2 separate regions of the Sus scrofa genome follow, and region 1 is linked to region 2. The links are chromatin contacts, called in public Hi-C maps. All regions are on one chromosome and are shown on one strand. The core of a region is the stretch at or near the end of the contact, and the rest is flanking DNA. Distances in the headings are between cores, read along the strand shown.

Region 1 (6,337 bases), core at 2,837-5,336, 210 kb before region 2:
ATAGCCTATGCATATCCTCCTATATACCTTAAATTATTTCTAGATTACTTATAGTACCTAATACAATGTAATGCTATGTAACTAGTTGCTGGTATGTGGCAAATTCATATTCCTTTCCCCAAATATTTTCCATGTGGTGTTGATGGACTCCTGGATGGATGTGGATCCTGCAGATACCAAGGGCTGACTGTATGCCCCTAGTGGGATATAACCAAACCAGGAGACAAACTTTAAAAACACTTAAACAGTTTTCAGGAATCATATTATTGGTTATTGTGTTGAAATTATTATTCTAAAACTCTTGTGAGTTGGTTACAGGGTAAAGTGAATGAGGAATTATGTTGGATTTCCAACATGAGAGAAAGAAAATACAGATGTAATTTTGATCATGTTAGGTAAAACCCTGTCGTCTTTAATTTGAGTTGATACTCAGTCATGAGTTGGAACTTGCAATGATCAGAAAATGAACAAATGAGCAAATATTTCCTAGCTCTATCCACTGAGAAGTTTTTTTTTTTTTTTAGGGCCACACCTGAGGCATAGGGAAGTTCCCAGGCTAGGGTTTGAATTGGAGCTGCAGCTGCTGGCCTACAACCACAGCCACAGCAATGTGGGATCTGAGCCACATCCATGACCTACACCACAGCTCACAACCATGCTACATCCCTGACCCACTGATCAAGGCCAGGGATCGAACCCACATCCTCATGGAGACTATGTCAGGTCCTTAACCCTCTCAGCCATACTGGGAACTCCTATAATCCCTATGTTTACCAATTTATTATGAACGAATATAACCCAGGAACAGCCAGAGGGAAGGGGTGCACAGGGCAAGTATGGGGAGGGTGTGGAGCTTCTGTGTCCACTCTGGGGAATTGCTGTCTCAGAATTGCCACCTGTTCACCAACCTGGAAGCTCTCTGAACTCCTTCTTTTGGATTTTTATGGAGGCTTCATTATGTAGGAATTATTGAATAAATAATTGATCATTGGTGACTGATTCAACCTCCAACCCCTCTCCCCTCCCCAGAGGTTGGGGTTGTGGGGGGTGAAAGAGGACTGAAAGTTCTGTCTAATTAGTATTTGTTCCCCAGGCAACCAGCCCCCATCCTAGGTCACCTAGAGGCTTCCCAAATCACTGGTTAACATAACAAAAGTCACCTTTCTCTCCTCCTCTCTGTACAAGTTTTGGAGGGTTTTGGAGCCCTGTTCCAGGATTGGGGTCAGAGACCAAATGTATGTTTCTTATTCTAAATCACAATATCACACTGGTTTAAAAAGTGGATTTAGGGAGTTCCCTTTGTGGCTCAGTGGTTAACGAACCCAACTAGGATCCATGAGGTTGCGGGTTCGATCCCTGGCCTTGCTCAGTGGGTTAAAGATCCTGCATTGCTGTGAGCTGTGGTGTAGGTTGCAGTTGCAGCTCCGATCCCTTGTTGCTGTGGCTGTGGTTGTGGCTGGCAGCTGTAGCTCCAATTCGACTCCTAGCCTAGGAACCTCCATACGCCGCAAGTGCGGCCCTAAAAAGCAACCCCCCCCCCAAAAAAAAAACCAGAAAAAGAATCTGGTGTTGCCATGAGCTGTGGTGTAGGTTGCAGATGCACGGCTTGGATCCTGTGTTGCTGTGGCTGTGGCATAGGCCAGCAGCTGCACTAGCCTGGGAACTTCCATATGCCACATATTTGGCCCTAAAACAAGTAAAAAAAATAAATAAAAAGTGGATTTAGGAAATCATCATTGGCTACTAACATCACACAAAAAGAGGTAAGACGTTGTGTACTTTCTGATGGAAATACACACCACTTCTATTTATGAAAGGAACCTCTCCAAAACTCTAAACCTTTTGAATCATCTGCCAGTTTATAGGAAACACGGGAGGCAGCAGAACATGTTAAAAGACATCAAAGAGAAGTCGTCAGCAAAATATAGACTGTGGGAGTCTCTACAGTATAAATAAATTGTGACAAGGAGGGAGGGAAGGAGAGAGAGAGAGGAAGAGAAAGAGAGGAGTGAAATGTTAAGAGACAAATCAGCCAAATTCAATGTGCAGAGCTTATTGGAATTCTGGTTCAAATACACTGTAGTACAAGTACATACACACGTGACAATTGGGGAAGTTTGAACACTAAGTAGTTGATTATGTGAAGGAATTACTGTTAATTTTTAGGTGTGCATTTTGGTTATGTTTTTATTTTTATTATGTCTTTTTCTTTGCTTTTTAGGGCCAAACTCATGGCATATGGAGGTTCCCAGGCTAGGGGTCTAATCGGAGCTACAGCTGCTGGCCTACGCCACAACCGCAGCAACATAGGATCCGAGCTGCATCTGCGACCTACACCACAGCTCACAGCAACACGGGATCCTTAACCCACTGAGCAAGGCCAGGGATCGAACCTGTAACCTCATGGTTCCTAGTCGGATTTGGTTCTGATGTGCCACAACGGGAACTCCTTTTGGTTATGTTTTTAAATGAGGTTTTGACTCAGAGAGATACAGACTGACATTTATGGATACAATGATATCTATGAATTTGCTTCAAAATAATTCAAGAGGAGGAGGAAGTTGGCCATGGATTGGCTTTTTTTGTTTGTTTTTTTTTGGTGTTTTTTTTGGCCACCCCTCCAGAGCAGATGGAAGCTCCCCAGTTAGGGACTGAATCAGAGCTGCCGTTGCAGTCTATGCTGCAGCTGCATCAATGCTGGATCTTTTAACCCCCTGTGCCAGGCCGGGGGTTGAACTCATGCCTCTGTAGCAACCTGAGCCGCTGTAGTTGGATTCTTATCCCCCTGAACCACAACGAGGACTCGACTCCTCTCCCCTTTTTTCCCATGGATTGTTAATTATTGAAGCTGGATGATAGGTATGTGGGGTTCATTATATTATTTATTCTATCTTGGTGTATATTTGGAATTTTCCATAGTAAATTTTTTTTTTTTTAACAAAACTCACATCTCTTAGGTAAGATAAATATGGCAAAATACTAAAATGTGGCATTATTCTTTCCATTTTTGTGTAGGTTTGAATTTTTCTAAAAATATTAGGAGAAAAAACATCATTTTTTGTCTTGATCCTTTTGCCCCAGCTGGAGCCTCGCAGTCCAGACCTTGGGCCCCCAGGGGCCCTTCTGAGCAGTCCTTTGGGCCTGGGAGATGTTCTGTGGTCACAGGCTACCACTTGGAGCAGCCTCCAGACCCAGCCAAGTCAGAGATAGGAATAGGATCCAGGGGTTTCTGAACTCCTTCCAAGTGTTACCTGGGGCACCTGGAACTTCTGGAGCCTTCACATTAAGGCTCCTGTCAACTTGGGAGAGTCCGGTGCCATTGAGACTTGCCCTCCACCATCCTTCTCACTCTCCCTCCCTCCCTGTGATTTAATGGTGAACAAAAGTGCTTAAAGGGAAGTGGAGGAGGTAGATAACAAGCAAGTGAACAAATATGCACATGGCATGTTCAAAAGTATTGAGCTATGAGTCTTTACAGCTCCTCTGAAGAGAGAGACTGACTACTTGCCGGCACTCTGTAGGGATGCTGGGGCAGTGGAAGAGATCCCGGCGGCAGGAGAGGTGAGCAGGCAAAATTGTTCTATATGAAAAACGAGGCTGGGCAGAGGACATTTGGGTGTTACAAAGAGTCTGGTTAGGAGAAAAGGCAGAGGAGAAGTGGGAGCCCTACTGGAATGAATGGACCTTGGGGGAAGGAAATCCTGAAATGAGCTTTGCAGGAAGTTTTGCTGAATTCCTTGCTTCCCTGAATCCCTTGCCACTCGTGTATTAGCTTGAGGTGATTTCAAACTAGTTTATGACTTACGTGCAGTTGTTTTTATCTATTTATGTCATGGACAAAACAAAATTAAACAAAAACCCCAACGTTGTCTTTAGAAGTAAAGTTGCTTTGATATGAGAGTGAAGTAAGCTGTGTCAGGATGTCATCATTTCATCTGCTGCTGTTGATAAACACTTAGTAGCTCAGCTGCCGAGGGGCCCCATGGGGGTTTACAGATAAGAATGTGGAGTAGCAGCTATGGCAGAGGCACATTTAGACTATAAATACCTAGAGTTTCCGCTGGGGAAAGCCACCCCTTGCTGATCTAGCTCTCCAAAGACGCTGGAGCTTTAGCTCCTGCTGTGGTAAAGGCTACTCCTCTATGGGCCATGGTGACAGACCATGCAGCCTAGAACATCTGCCTGCCAGTCAACACACACACCATAGTTGCCTAGCAACGTGCTTTAGCAACAGGTTACTTTTATTTTTGCGTTGGTAGCTGGATGTAGCTCTCCATTGGCAAAGCTCTCTCTCTGGAGAAACCAAAACTGGTGACAAAGGTACACCTCAGCTATATTTGGGGTACACCTCAGCTGTATTTGGACTTTAGTCTCTTCACCTGCCTTTGCCTGGAACACTAGTGTAATTAATCTATCATTTATTTAAAGGATGTTATTTCTTCATTAGCTTAAGAGACATTATCCTATAGGCTAATAGCATGTGAAATTATTATAATTCCTATAGTGAACTTGCCGTAAATAAACTGTTGACAAAGACGGTATCATTTGCATTGTTTTTCAGGGCTTTGGAACGGGCCAGCATTTCTTTTGAGTATGAAATGACAGGGCGATGGGCTCTGAGTAGGAATAGGTAGTCTCAGTGTTGCATTTGTGTCCCAGTATTACAAATTATGACCACTTTCTGGAGGAAAAGGCTGCTGTGAGAGGGACAATGAGGGTTGGGGTGGCAAAATTAACCCTGGAAAATTGGCACTGAGGTCATTCTTGAAAAATGACGATGTGCTAACCATGGAAAGGGGGTGTGGAAGAATTGCCCAAGCAAAAGGGAATAGCTAGTGCAAAGGCCCTGAAGCAGGACAGAGGAAATTTCGTTCTGCTGAAGGAGCTTTCACAAGTTTAATTTTATTGTTTTTTTTCCTCTCCGAGAATTAAAAAAAGAAGACATTTGAAATAGTGTGCATCATTACTAGGTTACCAAGTTAAAAGGCTAAAATGATATGTAGAGCTCATAAACAACTATTATTGGCATTGTTTTTCCACAGTCAAACTAAGTTTTCCATCTGTTTTTCCTCACTTTGATATTTCCTCATTATTTTTAAATTTTCATTTTTTTGCTTTTCAGGGCTGCACTTGCAGCATATGGATGTTCCCAGACTAGGGGTGGAACCAGAGCTGCAGCTGCTGGCCTACACCACAACAATAGCAATGCAAGACGCAAGCCACATCTGCAACCTACACCATAGCTCACAGCAACGCCAGATCTTCAACCCACTAATCAAGGCAGGGATTGAACCTGCATACTCATGGATCCTAGATGGGTTTGTTATCCCTGACCTATGACAGAAATTCCCCCTCATTATTTTTAATCAGTGATAAGGCCAGTCACTTCCCTCTGTCTCACACACAAACAGGTCCTGAGGCTGTCCCACACACCCCCACACCAAGCCCCAGCTCTGCACTCTCAGGCCCTCTCTCCATCCTTGTCAGTCCTGGTTGTCTCTGAATTACATATCCTTTTTGTTGCTCAACCCTACAGTCCCTGATGCCAAAGGAATGGGGGCAGCTTGTGTGAATACTGTCAGCTTTGAGAATGACCTTGGAACACGTGTGTGTGTGTGTGTGTGTGTGTGTGTGTGTGTGTGTGTGTATTGGGGGGGCAGCTTTGTGTGAGGTGGGGACTGGAGATGCAGTGGGAAAGTGGGCTCTGCATCCTTTTAGGGACAAGAGAAAAACAGAGCCAAGACTTGGCTTCCCCCAAATATCCCCCTCCAAATACCCCAAAGGTAGAACAGTGCAAACACCCAAAGCTCAGGGGCCTTGTCCAAAGCGACCCACTGGATTTTTGCATCTTACTATCCTGCTCATATAAACATGGTGGTATTAAGAAAAATGCATTTTTTTCCCACTTCTTCAGGCATCATGTAAAATTGAAGTTCTGATTGCAGTTTCCTGTGCCCCTCATCTCCCACTGTGTTCCCCAGGGTGTGGGTACCCTTGAGAGGCCCAGGACAGGGCATCTCAGAAAGAGGAGCAGGCAGTGTGCACTGCAGTCCTGGGCTTCTCTGAGGACAGAATGCCAACGAAGCCCCCCAGACTTCCTGTGAGTAGCTCTGGGGGCTCCGAGAGGGACATACCCACCACTGTGAAGTGATAAGGGCCATCATGGACTGTGTGCTGAAACTGGCTCATGCCCATTCCCTGGTAGGAGGGTGTACATAAGCCAGCCCTGCCCTCAATGACAGTGTCTGTATTAGCTTAGGGCCCAAGGACACTGGCTTTGGAGACACATGTGCTGGGTTTGAATTGGCTACTTACTGGCCGTGGGACCTTGCGCCTG
Region 2 (6,154 bases), core at 2,892-5,391:
AAGAGATACTGTGGTTATCAGAGGTGGGCAGGGGAGAGGAATTGGATCAAGGAGGTCAAAAGGCACGAGCTTCCAGTTACAGGATAAAGAAGAACTAGGGATGCATGGTGACTATGGTTAACACTGCTGTGTAAGTTGAGAGCATAAATCCTAAGAATTCTCATCACAAGGGGAAAAATTATTTTTCACTTATGTTATATCCATATGACACTATGGACGTTATCTAAACTTACTGCAGTAATCAGTAAGTCAAATATATGTCATTATACTGTACACTTTAAACCTGCTGTACATCTGGAGTTCCCGCTGTGGCGAAGAGGGCTAAAATCCAACTGCAGCAGCTTGGGTTGCTGCTGAGGCATGGAGTGTGATCCCCAGCCCAGAGCAGTGGGATAAAGGATTAGGTGTTAGCCACAGCTGTGGCTCAAACTGGACCCCTGACTTGGTCAGGAACTTCCATGTGCCTTGGATTCGGGCATTTAAAAAAAAAAAAAAAAAAAAAAAACAGAAACAAAAATTTGCTGTACACAGTACTCTATGTCAATTACATCTCAAAATATTGGGGGAAGGAGATACACATACAGCAAAAGACCACATGAAAAGATGCTCAAATCATTAGTCACCAGAGAAATGCTTGAGGAAGCATTAAAAATGGGCATGAAAAAACTTTTTTGGGTGATGATTATGTTTAATATCTTGATTGTGGTGATGGTTTAATAGAGATATAACATATGTTAAAACATAGTGAATTGCACATTTTAAATACGTGCAATTTGTATATCTTTTATACCTCAAAAGAAGCTGTTTTAAAGCAAAAAGCAAGAAAGTGGGAAGACTTAAAAATGAATTATTTCTTCACTCTTTGAACATTTTTTAAAAGTTCTGAGCCATATGAATATATATTATCTACTTCAAGAATTAAGTAACAAAAATAGAAATAATATTTAAGCCAGAAAAAGGGTAGTATGTGTTGATATTCTTCCTGCTTGTAAGTTACAAATCCTCTCAAAGGACTTCCCTAGCCCACAAATTCATTAGATCAGCAATCCTTAGCTCTTTACTTTGCCCTCTTGGGTGACTGGGAATCCAATGACATGGTGGCTTTTTGTTCATGGTTATAGACTGAGAGCAGTGTTTTGTTAGGCCACTCACATACACACATGTTTTCTTTGACCTCAGAATCTAACATCTTAAGGTCATGATAAATAAGTGGGAACGCCAATGAAGTGTGAGAGAATGTTCCAGATTCAGAGACCAGTACAGATTTGCTTCTATGCTATCCTATCAATTTCAGCTAAGTAATTATTACCTCCGGAGTAAGATGCATAGGAAAAAAATAACTCATAGTTTTTAAATTATCAAAAATTTGGCCTCAGAACTGAATCAAATTATAATATAGCTGTTTACAATAAATATAAAAGGAAGAGAAATTCTAACATGAAGAGAAATCCAAACCTCCCGACCAAATACGGTGGTTAAAAAACCAGGGTGCTCCTGCCAAATTCAGGATATAGGTCACTCACTCCAGATAACCTATTTAGGATCTCCAGTTGGAAAGACTGTCAATGTTCCTTTGGCCCCTGATGCTGTTAAAAAAACAGTAGTCCTTCTCAAGGTATTGTCACAAGCCCAAGAATGTTTCTGTTTCTTCCCGCCAGGGGATTCAAGATATTAGATCTGGATTGTGAAGCCAAAGTGAGAGGGTTCCAGAGCCTACCATTTCTCATCATGAATCAATTCTCTCAAGTGTTAACAATCAACCTTTAGATTAGAGGTCAATTTGCCAAATGAGAATCATCTTGCAGGGTCATTACAAAATGGGTGCTGAGCCAAGCTTCATAATGAGTAAGCCAGCCTATGGAGTCCTATACAGGGTTTCTCGTTACCACCCACTTGGGAACTCTCACCTACCTTCAGATTCCTCATTTAAATTTTGTGTGACCAACATAAACGTGCATCATTAGTGAAGAGTTTAACAGAGGTGACACTAAGGACTCTTTCTAAAGGTATATTTATGGTTCAACTTTTTGGGAAACTTGCCTCAGGATTCCATCACTGCCAACATCTTGAGTAAATGTGAACCTAGAAGAGCTCTTTTCAATTTATTGGGTTTGTCCAAGACCAGACTGTTTCTTAGGATTTTGTGGCTTGGGGTGAAAATACTTTCATGATCTGCTCCAACAACAACAAAAACAAACAAAAACAAAATACACACACAACCATAAACCAAGAAATCCACTGGGCCTCTGAGATCCCCAGAGACCCCACAGGAGCCTCAACTCCTGCTAAACTAATACCATGATTGCTCTTCAAAATAACCTGGGGGAGTTCTCCCTCATTGCTTTCAGAGAACACAATCCCTTGTGTTCTGAAAGCTTCCCACTCCCCCCTCCATTTGACTCTACCTTCAACTTTCAAGACCATTTGACTCTACCTTCAACTTTCAAGACTATCTCAAATCCCACATTGTACCCAGGTCAATTCAAAGAAAGGAGTCCAGGCTGATACGAATTGTGCATTTAGAAAGCTTGAGAGCATACAGCCTGGTGAGCCTACGGGGGGGGGTTGGGGTGGATCCTAAGAGCAAAAGAAGTCAGGGAGGGTTGCCAGCTGGAGAATGAGAGTTTATGTTTCCAACTGTTCGCCCTGGCTGGAGTATAGAGATTAGACTGGAGAAATAAGGAGGACTGAGAAGACAGGAGGAAGGATACAACAGCTGAGCCCTGAACAACTCAGGGGTTAGGGCACAAATCCTCACGCAGCCGAAAATCAGATTATAACTTTATAACTGACCATCGGTGGAATCAACCAACTGCAGATCCTGTACTACTGCACTAGGTATTTACTGGGGAAAAACCCACCCATCAATTCAAATTTGTGTTGTTCAAGGGTCAGCTGTGGTTACATTGTACCAGAAGGTAAGGACAGGTGCTGAGCCTGGAAAGTTTGAGAGTTTTGAAGGAGGGCCATCAGAGCTCCTATTCAACAGCGTGAAGCAAGAGATGGGTCATTTCTTGAGAGAGTTGGGGCAGTGGAAAAGATCTGCAGAGTCTGAGATACTTTGAAAACTGGCCAGAATTCATTAGGAGTGGGGTATGGGTCCGTCCCACCAGCATCCCTCAGCAGTTTGAAGGCCTGAGATTTGATTTAAGCAGGATCATGGAACAAAAGAACAATGATTAACTAGCAATACTATTTACATCCTAATTCAGAAAGTTCACTAGATGCCAAGCACACACTAGGCATTTCTGTATCTCACATTAACCTCCAAAGGCAGCCTTTCCAGAATATTATCATCACTTTACAGTTGAAAAACCTGTGGCTCAGAGAGATTAAGGAACCCGAGCAGAGTCACTGAGGCAGAAAGAGCCCTGTGTCCTAGGATATCTGGCTTCAGTGCCCCATTAGTCACCCGCCTTCAAGAAAAATGAAGGACACTTTATAGTGTCCTTCATTTTAACTTTTCAGGAAGAGATTAAAGACAAAGCTAGCAGTTTACAAACACGAAAGAGCCTGGGGGCCGCCAAAATAAATTAACGAGCAAACCTAAATGCTTAAATTTAACTCTACAAGCAAAAAGTTACATTTCCAGTTTTCTAAGTTAATAGTGTCACTGTAATGATAATTCCCACTTTTTGTTTGCAGTGTCAAATCGATTTTAAACATTACTGAGATTTTCTCAAACATTACTGAGATTTTCTTCGATTGCTTGACCGCTTCGCTATCTAGGCAAACACTAAGCTTCCCCTCCCCACACCCCAGCCCCCGTTCCCGGCCCTGGGTTGGGGAAAAGTGTCCTAGAAACGCTTACAGTGATTTTTGCCTCTTCTCTCTTCGAAACGTCTTGAGGAGCAAATAACTTTAGTGCATAAAAAAGCGCTAAAGAAGCCTGCGCGCTTGCTCCAAGATAACGCACGGAAAGCTGTGCTCAAACAAGCCTGAGATCCAGCCTCCCTTACTCACAGGGGAGGTGCCGCGCAGAACCGGAAATGTTAAGACCACGTGTGGAAAGGCAAAAGTGCCTGGAGACAACATGGCAACACGGAAGTTGCGGGCCTTGGGCCCCAGCCAGCGGCCCGCTACGGTGGCCCGCGGGGGCCATAACAGGGTTAGGACCGTGATTCGCTTCTGGCTCCCGGTGGAGCGGAGGAGGCTTCTACCCAGAGACTAGAACAACCCTGATGGGCGGGGGCGAAATATCGAGGACCGCAAGAAGAGGGCGCCCCAGCTGGGCGGTCTGAGGAGGAGAGAAAAACAATACCATTCACTGCATGCATTCATTCACTATAAGCACCGACAAATTTCAATTTGTTCTTGGAAGTGACTGTTTCCACGATGCTGTAAGTAAAGTTCTGCTTCCGGAAGGAGGTTGGACTAAACTGTCTGCCCAACAGATAATTAGCAAACGCTTACTGAGTGCAAGCTGTGCTGAGTGCCCTGGAAGGATGCCAGCATGGCATCTTACCTACATTCTGGTAGTGACATGTACGGGCCAGGGACCAGACACAGGGGGCAGGGGCAAGTTCAGTACGGGCTGTGGGTAGATGAGGAGCAAACCACTCTAGGAAAGAGGTTGACTGCTTTGTTTTTATTACTGGGGGTAGAAACTGCAGGAGGCAGGCAGAGGGTCTTGTCTGCAGTTGCCCTGGAGCTGTCGTCCCTTCTCTCACTTCCATTTCATGTGGTCTTCACTGGTGTTAGGAGAGTTTGTCCTTCCTTTGGGCAAAGAACGGTAAAGATTGGAGTTCCCGTAGTGGCGCAGTGGTTAACGAATCCGACTAGGAATTCGTTGCGGGTTGCGGGTTCTGTCCCTGCCCTTGCTCAGTGGGTTAACGATCCGGTGTTGCCTTGAGCTGTGGTGTAGGTTGCAGACGCGGCTCGGATCCCGCGTTGCTGTGGCTCTGGCGTAGGGTGGCGGCTACAGCTCCGATTCAACCCCTAGCCTGGGAACCTCCATAAGCTGTGGGAGCGGCCCAGAGAAATAGCAAAAAGACAAAAAACAAAACAAAACAAAACCAAAAAAAAAAAAACAGTAAAGATTTCTGCCTTCTGGCTTCAGTGTGGGTCATAGACATTTCAAGTGCTTCACAGAAATGAAAATACCTGGAGAACTGTTTGAAACCAAAAAACACACAAAATAATCATAATAATATACATTCCACTGTGTGAGAGATTGCATCAAACATTGTCTGACACCTTGCAGTGTGTTTTAACTGCCTCCCAATAGGCTATTCAGCTCCTCTTTTAAGCCAGCTGCTTCTGAGTAACGGGGCTTTTATCGGTCACTACTGTCCTGATAAAGCTGTGTAACAAAATGTTCCAAAACTCAGAGGCAACACAACAATCATTTATTCTCACTGGTCTATCTAGGAGTCAGCTGATCTGGACCAAGTTCAGGTGGGTTTAGTTCCAAGATGTAGACTGGATCCAGGTCACACTTCTATCACCTTCCTTGGACCAGTAAACTCTTCTCCTGATAATGGCAGGGGCAAGAAAACACACTCAACTGTACAAGCACATTTTTAAAAAATTTTTTTCCTTTAAATTTTTAAAAAATTTTTAATTATTATTTTTATTTTTATATAAATGCAATAAATTCATTGAGTAATAAAATTAAAAAATAAAAAATAAATTTAAAAAATACAAGCACACTTTAAACCTTCGCTTTTGTCAGCTTAAAAACTATGGATGACTTACAAGTTGAAAGTTGTTTTACTGGGGACAAAATGAAGACTACAGCCCAGGAGGCAGCATTTCAGATAACTTTGAAATTCTGCTCCAAAGAAGTAGGAGGGAGTGTCAGTACACATGTGATTTTGGAGGGGAAGTACATGCAGCCACACACACACATTTTATATAAGTTAGCTGCTAGCCTTGTGGAGGTTACTGCTAGTTACCAGGAGCAGATGTCACCATGAAGTCTTTTCTAGATATGAGATGTAAGAATTGGGCTCATAAAATCCTCTCCTGAAAATATTTAACTGTCGAAGACCTGTTCTGCCAGTTCTCCCAGAGCACAGAATGCCTCACTCCTGATCTCCACCCTGGAGACTTTCAGGGGGTGTTGAGGGTTGGCAGCCTGCAGTGACTCATGATTCAGTCTGTGTCGAGGCAGGTGGCAAGTACCAATCTCCACTTCACACTTTCATCACAT

The links. A called contact is a pair of places that touch in the nucleus more often than the background predicts.
Region 1: a Hi-C map of fetal liver shows a contact between it and region 2, with 2.3 times the contacts expected there. The contact joins the enhancer-like site here to the promoter of NARS in region 2. A contact is called at or near these places in 1 of 5 promoter capture datasets (fetal liver) and 4 of 47 Hi-C or Micro-C datasets (embryonic fibroblasts, fetal heart ventricle, fetal liver and 1 more).

Annotation. Positions count from the first base shown.
Region 1 is chr1:107,143,275-107,149,611 of Sscrofa11.1, reverse strand. All of the region lies in intron 4 of ANKDD1A (ankyrin repeat and death domain-containing protein 1A), which reads left to right. Among named protein-coding and RNA genes, the nearest start is that of ANKDD1A, 39 kb to the left of the region's middle. Within about 2 kb of position 4,086, at least 8 of the 83 cell types and tissues checked have an H3K27ac peak or open chromatin away from gene starts, as enhancers often do. A contact at or near this core is called in fetal liver, where this site is marked.
Region 2 is chr1:106,931,092-106,937,245 of Sscrofa11.1, reverse strand. It overlaps NARS (asparagine--tRNA ligase, cytoplasmic), which reads left to right and starts at 4,141. Exons shown (of 16, transcript XM_003121455.6): 1 at 4,141-4,340.